Regions from separate parts of the Callithrix jacchus genome. Here region 1 is linked to region 2. A link is a contact called in public Hi-C data. All regions are on one chromosome and are shown on one strand. Each heading gives the region's core, a stretch centred on a gene start, on an enhancer-like site or on the middle of the called end of the contact. The rest is flanking DNA. Distances are from core to core; before and after follow the strand shown. Region 1 has its middle 13 kb from the start of CTR9. Region 2 overlaps IRAG1 (inositol 1,4,5-triphosphate receptor associated 1).

Region 1 (4,544 bases), core at 542-3,041, 80 kb after region 2:
AAGTTTCTCACCCCTGCCTCCCAGTGGGCTTTTTCTAAACCAGCCTTTCCTTGAGGTAGCACATGGCAGCCAAAAGAGTCCAGGGCCACTCACGTCTGGGGATCAGTGTGGTTGTATGCCCACCCCTAAAAAAAATCACAGTGGCCAAGGGAATGCTAAGGGAGCTAGGATTATATTGATGGGTTTAGGCCAATTGGAACTGACCCCTGAAACTAAGAGTTGGTTTGATCCTAGACTTAAACCACATGGCTGCTTTACACAATGGGGTGGGGGTGCAGAAAGGGGGAACCTGCAATGGCAACTGCAGAGGCAACCATAATATTCACCCCAAAGACCCTTCATCCGGGTGAGAGTCGGTGTATCATGTTGAGTGTGTCAGTGTGTACGTGTGATGCGTCAGTGTGTGAGGTGTGTGCTGATGGGTATGAGAGTGTATTGTGCATGTAATGTGACTGTGAGCCTGTGAGTGAAGTGTGTGTGTATATGTATGTTGTGTGTGATTGCATATATGGTGAAGTGTGTATGTATGTTTGTATTACTTGAAAAACCATATGCTGAACTAAGTGTGGATTCCATTTGCGGCCTTCCATTCGTTAAAAAAAAAATTTTTTTTTAATTTTTTTAGAAAGAAAGAAAGAAAAAAGGAATGAAGAAGAGGAAGAAAGAGGAACAAGAAGAGGGAGAGAGAACGGGAGTGTTGCTTTATTGCCCAGGCTAGAATGCAGTCTAAAAATGGGTATTGAAAATTTCTTTTATGCCAATAATTGTGCTTAATAATGGCCAACCAATATTTCATTTAAACCTGTGAGTAGGTGTGATGTGGTACTGATAAGAGTGTATATTTTGTGTATTTAAAGTGGAGAGTTCTATAAATGTTTATTAAGTTTACTTGTTCCAGATCTGAGTTCAAGTCATGGATATCCTTATTAATTTTCTGTCTCGTTGATCTATCTAATATTGAAGTTGAGGTACAGGTGGTTTGAGGTACAGGTGGTTTTTGGTTCCATGGATAAATTCTTTAGTGGTGATTTCTGAGATTTTAGTGCACCCATCACCCCAGCAGTGACACTGCACCTAATATGTAGTCTTTTATCCCCCACTCCCTCCCAACCTTCCCCCCCACTCCCACCAGTCCCCAAAGTCCATTATATCATTCTTGTTGGGACCTTCCTTCTATCCTGACTCTGCTGCTGCCACCTTGCTGGCCCCCAAGGGGCTCCCCCATCCCCCACCCTCACCCCAGTTCATGAGCAAAATCTCTTTTCCCCTAAGCATAGATGGCAGGGTGGAAATTTTAACAACTTTCCTAACAAAAAAGGAGGAGAGAAAGGAACTCCATTCAGAGCGAATAAGAAACCTAGAAAGTCATTTTTGACAATGTATGTCCCTGAGGTAGTAATGACCTCCTATTTCCCCCACCCTGCTGTCTCCCTTAGGGTCTTCCCAGCCCCCTGCCTGGCGCTAACTGCTGGATGCCACCCTAGGACGTTTGTGCCCTCGCAGCCAAGGCCAAAAATCCCAGTTGCACATCTGTACTCACCATTCCACCTCAGGGCCCTCTGTCACCCCCACCCTGTCCTCTGGCCTCTCCTCCCATCTCCTTGGAGAGACTTGGTGACCTTTCCAACAAGGGCCCCACGGTAAGAAAGATGGCTTCCTTCTACTCTGTGGTGAGGATCGGCAGGTGTAAACACACATAGGAACATTGCCTCAAGCGCTCCAACAGCGCACTCTAGAGTCCTACAAAGGACTAGACAAAACAAGGTCATCTTCCCAAGTCCCAGCCCAGTACCTGGCCGCCCACCCCTTGCTCCGCCCAGGGCCCGCTCCAACCGGCAGATCCCGCTCCCTCCGGCAGATCCCAGTCCAGCGCAGCCCTCTACTGCCCTCTGCTGGGTTCTTGCCTACACAGCCCGGGGCTCGCCAGCCACCAAGAACACCTGGGCTTTTGGCCAAGCTTTTCATGTTCTTCTGCCGTCTGGAGACTGGAACAGGTTCACCAATATTTTCACCCACCCATCACTCCTCAGTATGCTGCAACCTGTGAAAAGTCACCTAGTCGTTCTGAGTCTCATGTCCTCCATTTTTTTTTTTTTAAAAAAAAAAAGCAAAACAGAGGTTATAACCGCTACCTCACAGGACCAGGGTGAAGATTAAAAGGACTGACTCATTCATTCATGAGTCATATGTTTATTGCACCCCTACTGTTTGCTAGACACTGGGTTGGTACTAAGGATACAAAAAGAAATTATCCCTGCCCGAATGGTGCTTACTGCTCTGTGTACACAAATATATAGTCGTGAATCATGATAAAGGAACTCAGTAAGATGCTGGGATAGACTAAGATGAGGGGAAGCTTCGGGGATGATAAGGAGGCAACTCGAGCATGAATACGAGTCACACCAAAGGGATAAGGGGTTTTGGGGCGGGTCTTCCAGGCAGAGGGGCAAGAAGACCCCAGAAAAGGTGACAGAGGTGGGGAGTAGCTATAGCTGGAGGGTGGCCAGAGAGGGCAGGGTCTTGATGAAAATGGAAAGGAGTCTGGACTTTATTCCAAGTGCTGTGGGAGCCATGGAAGGGTCGAGAAGTGGGGTTGTAAGGCAGTGGCCCACGTCTGTAATCCCAATACCTTGGGAGGCCAAGGCAGGCAGATCACCTGAGGTCAGGAGTTCGAGACCAGCCTAGCCAATGTGGTGAAACCTCGTCTCTACCCCCGCCCATACAAAAATTAGCTGGGCATGGTGGCAAGCACCCGCAGTCCCAGCTACTCAGGAGACTGAGGCCAGGGAATTGCTTGAACCCAAGACAGGGAGGTCACTGGGTAACCACTTGGGAATTCTCATCTATTCCCAAGATTGCATCACTGGGTGACACAGGGACACTCTGTCTCAAAAAAGAAAGAAAGAAAGAAAGAAAGAGAAATTAAAAACAAAAAAAGGAATAGGGTTTTGAGATCGTGCCCTCCTGCTCTCCCTGCCACGCAGCTCGCCAGTGTCCTGAAGGCTCCTTCTTCTCCACACATCTCTAAATACTGATGCTCCCCTAGGCCTGGGCCTGGACCCTCTTTTCTTCTCTCTCCAACTCTCCTTCTCCTCCACCATCTCCCTCATTCCTATGATTCTGAATAACATTTCTATTTGGGTTGGTGTATTAACCTAGACCCCTCTTTCTGGGTCCAGATCCACACATATCAAAGAACTTCCTCTGCTCTCTGCTTTTCGATTTCTCAGATCTCTCAAACTTAACATCTCAACCCTGATTTAATCCTGGCATAGTCACTGCCAAACCTGTCTTCCCCATCTCAGCAAAAGGTGTCACTTGCTGAGACTTTATAATATAGATAAGCTCAACTATTTTAAACACACATACAATGTTTTTTAGTGGAGACAAGGTCTTGTTATGTTGTCCAGACTGTTCTGAACTCCTGAGCTCAGATGATCCTCCTGCCTCAGCCTCCCAGAGTGCTAGAATTGTGGGTGTGAGCCACTGCACCTAGCCAATGATATTTTTTAAAGTCCCACAGCTGTCCCCTCCTCATAACAGACGGAGTGATGAGGTCATCCTCTGGGAAATTGGAGCATGTCAGTTTCCTGCTTCAAATTCATTAAAGGCTTCCCTTTGTGCTTAAGACAAAACCAAGCTCCTCACCATGGTCTACAAAGTCCTACAAAATCTGGCCTAGCTTTCCCATCCCATTTCATATCCTTCTCTCCCTTGTTTAATGTGCTCACCACTGCCCTTTTTATTTTTTCGTTTAACCTCCTGTATGCAAGCCAGGCTGCTTTCTGCCTCCAGCTATTGCACATGCAGCTTCCTCTACCTGAAATGCTCCTGCCTCATCTCCATGAAGCTGGTTACTTCTTATTCTTCAAATGTCAGCCTACATGTCACCTAGTTAGCAAAATATTCTCCATTTGCCACATCTAAAGTATGTCCACTTCTAGGTCTAGCCTTATATCAAAACATATTTTGAGGCTGAGCGCAGTGGCTCACGCCTGTAATCCCAGCATTTTGGGAGGCTGAGGTGGGCAGATCATGAGGTCAAGAGTTCAAGACCAGCCTGGCCAACATAGTGAAACCCCATCTCTACTAAAAATACAAATTAGCTGGGCATGGTGGCGGGCACCTGTAATCCCAGCTACTCGGGAGGCTGAGGCAGGAGAATCGCCTAAACCTGGGAGGCAGGGGTTGCAGCGAGCAGAGATTGCACCACTGCACTCCAGCCTGTGCAACAGTGTGAAACTCCATCTCAAAAAAAAAAACAAAAAAAGTATTTTGAAACTTCAGCAAGTAAAGCAATTAGATATGAGAAGAAATTCATGAAACCAAAGAAATATCAGAAGTAGGCTCAAATGCACAGGGAATTTAGTGTAATGTAAAGGTGAGATTTGGAGTTACTTGGGAAAAGAGAGACTAGTAAACAAATGGTGATGGTACAACTGGTCAGTACCTGTTAAGATGACGAGGGCAAGCTCCTGACTCTCTCCTTACACCCAACAATGGTAGTGAATCAAATATTTGTAATAAATAAATAAAATATCTTA
Region 2 (4,200 bases), core at 659-3,158:
GAGGGCTTAAGAGTGGCCCACAGTTGAGCCTGCATGTCCCCTGCTGTGTGGTGTGGCAGATTCATCCCCCCATCCTTCTACTCACTGTCTGCCAGTCCACCCGTTCCCCCCTCACCCTCTGACCTTTCCATTCCTGCACCTCCACTGGTTTGTCCATTCAGAAAGCCCCACACTTGTTAGGTCAACAGCACAGGTTCTGCCTCTGGAAATAGCTGTTGTAGAACCCTGCGGGCTGTAGCAGCAGGGCAGGAGGACAGCAAAGGGCCATGAAAGCACAGGCAGGCCCGGCCACAGCTGGCCACACACCTCCACCCTGCACAGGTAGCCAATGGTGGGGGCGGTTCTGTGCTCGCAGCCTTGGGAAGGGTGGTAGCAGCAGGTGGAGGAAAGAGAGGCCAGCCCCGCCTTATAGGCTTCAAAGGCCTTACTGTATCCCAGAAAGTACAGAGTCATCATCAGGACGCAGGGTTCAGGAGCAGTCTTTACAGAGACTATCTCTTTCAGTGCTCTCAGCAACCCTGTGAGGTGGGGAGAGTAAGTACTAATATTATTAACATTAAAATTAGACCCATTTTACAGATAAGGGAACAGAGGCCCAGATACTTGCCCAATGTCATTGCCTGTGAATGGCGGAGCTGGGAATTTATTGCATCTGGGTCTGATGCTCCCCTTCCTTGCAGAGCCAAGCCTGTTCTCCACAGGCAGCAGCAACCTCTCATCCTGACCCCAAAGATGCCTCTCCCAGAGACTTGCAACCTGCCTAGAAGAGACCAAACTCCTCTCTTAAAACCACAGTATCCCAGGAGCACAGCCTGTAAGTTGAGTGGCTCTCAGATTCTATGAATCTCTGAACATTGAGGGAAGAGCCAAGAAACTCTTTCGGGAAACAATGGGTTAACCTAGCCTCCACTGACCTTTCTGGAGTGACTCAGTATTCTCAGAAGGGAGTTTTTTTTGTTGTTGTTGTTCTTCCAGCTTTGAATTTTTGCTTTCATTTTAGCAGTACAAAGAATGTGAAAGAGATTAGGTTGCTATTAATACCACGGGTCTATCTCTAGATGAACAACTGATGGGGGGCATTGTTTGGGGTGACTGCACAAGGGGCTCTCTTAGCCTTTCTGTAAATCCAGAGGGTGACAGAAGGGCCACTGGGAACTCACCAGTCCTACCCCTGTGCCCATTTTTACTGATGGGGAACTGAGACCTAGAGAGGGGGAGGCACGTGACCAAGGCCACACTTGTAAGTGAGGGGCAGAGTCAGAGAAGGCCCCAGAGCCCCCACACCCCACGCCCGGATACACATGGCAGCTTTCTGACTTTTCATTTTGATGGTTTTGCTCATGGTGAAGGGTAAGCCATTGTGTCTGTGCCAGGAAAGCAGGCGTCCTTCGGCAGCGCCTCATGATCGTCCTTGCTCTCGTGGTCACTCTCGCGGGAAAGAGGATGCTCCCGCAAGGGATCTGCTGAAAGTGCTGGGAGGTGCTCCTGGGGGTCCCCTGGGCCTGGCCAACTGCAGAGCTGGGTTCTGTACCTCCACAAGTGAGCTGGAGAGGGAGCCTGCCTCGGGAAAACCCCATCCTGCTTCCTAACCTTGGCCTGCTCATGGGGCTTTGGAGCTTGGCAGACTCAGTTCTAATCCTTCCTCTGCCACTCCCTTGCTGGATAAATCTCCCCTAGCCTCAGTTTCCTCATTTGGAAATGGAGGTGATAGCACCTACCTTTTAGGGTTATTGTAAGGATTAAAACAGGAAATACATGCAAGGTGCTAGCACACAGAATGCATTCAGTTCCCTCACATTCTCCAAACAGGGCAGCTGAGTTCTCTAAGCATGGCATCAACAAAACAAAACCAAGGCTCAGAGACCCTGGTGTTCATCCTAGGGGGCTGAGCCCCTAGACTTCTCTCCTGCAAGTAAAGGAGACTCAGTCCTGGTCTGTGCCATGGACAGTCCCACGTCTGGGCTGTGGTTGCCCCAAGTCTGTGCTGTGCTCAGTCCCAGGTCAGTCTGGTTTCGAAGCCCCAGCTCCTTCCACTATCCCTGTACTGATGGCAATTCCCAAAACAGAGGTTTTCATTCCACAGGTGAGACACGAGGCCTAGTGTGCAATCCCTCCTGGAAAAGGGTCGGTCACAGTGTCTGGCCAAGTAGGTATTTGAACAATTGGGTGAATGAGTGAGTGGAGGGGGTTCAGCCACCCCCAGTGTGTGGTGGAAGCCCCAGGATTCCCTCCTGAAAGTGGTTCTAGAGTGAAGGGAATTGTGGGGGAGCAGGAACATGGAGAAGGGCGGAGATGCAGGGAGAAAGCCTCCATGGCAACAGAAAAGGAAGGAGGAGGAAGTGGAAGGCACTTCCCATATGGCTGTGTCCCCTAAACAAAGACGTGTTTGGGGAGGCTGGCCCCAAGCACCCCAACACTCCCAGGGTTTGTATATCCGTGAAAAACCTTCTCAGGGCCTGATTTTCTCCAGCCCTGCTCTCTACTCCTGTGGAACTCGTATTGGCTTTGTTGACCGGGGGTGCCCTGGGAAGGAGCCAGCACCTGCTCAGACCAGTGACAGGAAATAAGCCTAAACATCTCCCCAGGTTTCCTTTCCAGCTTGTTCACTTCAGCAATTCTTTTTTTAAAAATAGGTCCACTTGAAAAAAACTTTTCTTCTTCAAAATATGTACAATTGCTCAATCGGAGGCAGTTCAAAGGCACCGGGAATAGCAGCAAAGTATCTAAGCCTCCCATTTAACGCCTAGCAAATAGAAATCTTGCCCAGTTCTGTTTGTTCCAGGCTGCTCAGCAGCCTCTTCTCTGAGTGACTCACTCCAGAGTGACATGAGTCATCATCCTGGGGTCAAGGACCACACGGTATTCGTGGGTCTGCGAGACCCCATAAAGGGCAGGGCACCCAGTGGTCACCAGGAAGAGATGAAGGATCAGGAACTGTGTCCCAGGCCCTAGGGTTGGCTCTGCCCTTCCCCTGTGGGTGACCTTAGGGAGTCACTGAGCCTGAGAAGTAGGTGAATTTCTGGGCCCTTCTAACTTATACTTTGGAGAGATCTCTTTAGTGGTGCATAGGATCCTGTTTGCTGCAGCTCTTAAGAGTCTAATGTGATTTTCAAGAATTGTATGAACTGGTGGTTAAACACAGACATTATTAAAAAATAAATTATATAAACTCACATTAAACAAAAAGGAGGTAAATACTCAAAATAACTGCTTTCTAATTATTTTACTACATTTTACCTGTGCGCTTAGGATGGTGTATTTCTACTGTCTCTGCAAACACATATAATGATTTTCTACTGCCCATCTCTTTTCAGTTCCATGATCAGTGAGGTCGAGTTAGTAGCTTGTCATTGGTCATAGTGGGAGTATCTATACCATGGAAATTGGCAAATCAGAAACATACATACATATCAGGGCCTCCCCCTCCACCCAGAGAGCTGGCAGCACACCACTGAGCCACTCAGCACAGCCCCAGGCCCCTGATTCTTGCTCCTTCCAGGGTGCAGAAGGAACGCAGATGACTTTACTATCACCCCAAGACAGCATATTTACAGAGATTTCATTGCCAATTGTCTTTGAACAACTCTTCCCAAGTGGACCACAGATCCCTCACATTCACCACGTCCCTGACAGAGCCCACTGTTTCTTTCCGTCCCTAGCCCACTCTTCCTGTACCCTAGAGAATGGCACTCAAGCTATAAACCCACAAGTCATAGTGACTCCTTCATTTCTGTCACCCTCCACATTCAATTAGATGACTCTGAGTCCTGTCAATCCTAGTTCAGAAATGCCCTTCCTCTCATCCGTACCACCTCTGCCCATGGCTCTGTGTGACCTGAGTTACTGCAACCACCTCATTTGTCTCCTTACCTCTGACCTGGCCCCTTCCATGCACCCTCCATCATGATAGTAGAGCAGTCTGTCTGAAACATAAATTTGATCATCCTTCCCCTTTGGGATCTTTAAGGATTCCCTTTTACCATGAGGCCAGTTCTGAGTCACTCCTAGCCCTTCTTTCTGGACTGATCCCCTCTTTCAGCCTTCATACACCTTATGCCCCAATCACAGTGGACCAAAAGCCAACCTCCAAACATGCCCTGCTTCTTTTCACCCTGGGCATATATTCTCTTCCTTATATTTGGGCTACTTTCTGTCTTCTTTCTATACTTTGTGGGTTCCTACTTGTCCTCCAAGACCCAG

What was found. Hi-C and Micro-C count contacts between places; a contact is called where the count stands out from the background.
Region 1: a contact with region 2 is called in a Hi-C map of induced pluripotent stem cells, with 2.8 times the contacts expected there. The contact joins two enhancer-like sites. A contact is called at or near these places in 2 of 3 Hi-C or Micro-C datasets (induced pluripotent stem cells and skeletal muscle).

The regions. Positions count from the first base shown.
Region 1 is chr10:76,585,555-76,590,098 of calJac240_pri, forward strand. No RefSeq gene overlaps it. Among named protein-coding and RNA genes, the nearest start is that of CTR9, 13 kb to the right of the region's middle. Within about 2 kb of position 1,792, at least 3 of the 16 cell types and tissues checked have an H3K27ac peak or open chromatin away from gene starts, as enhancers often do.
Region 2 is chr10:76,505,598-76,509,797 of calJac240_pri, forward strand. The region is part of intron 2 of IRAG1 (inositol 1,4,5-triphosphate receptor associated 1); the gene reads right to left. Among named protein-coding and RNA genes, the nearest start is that of IRAG1, 35 kb to the right of the region's middle. Within about 2 kb of position 1,909, at least 7 of the 16 cell types and tissues checked have an H3K27ac peak or open chromatin away from gene starts, as enhancers often do.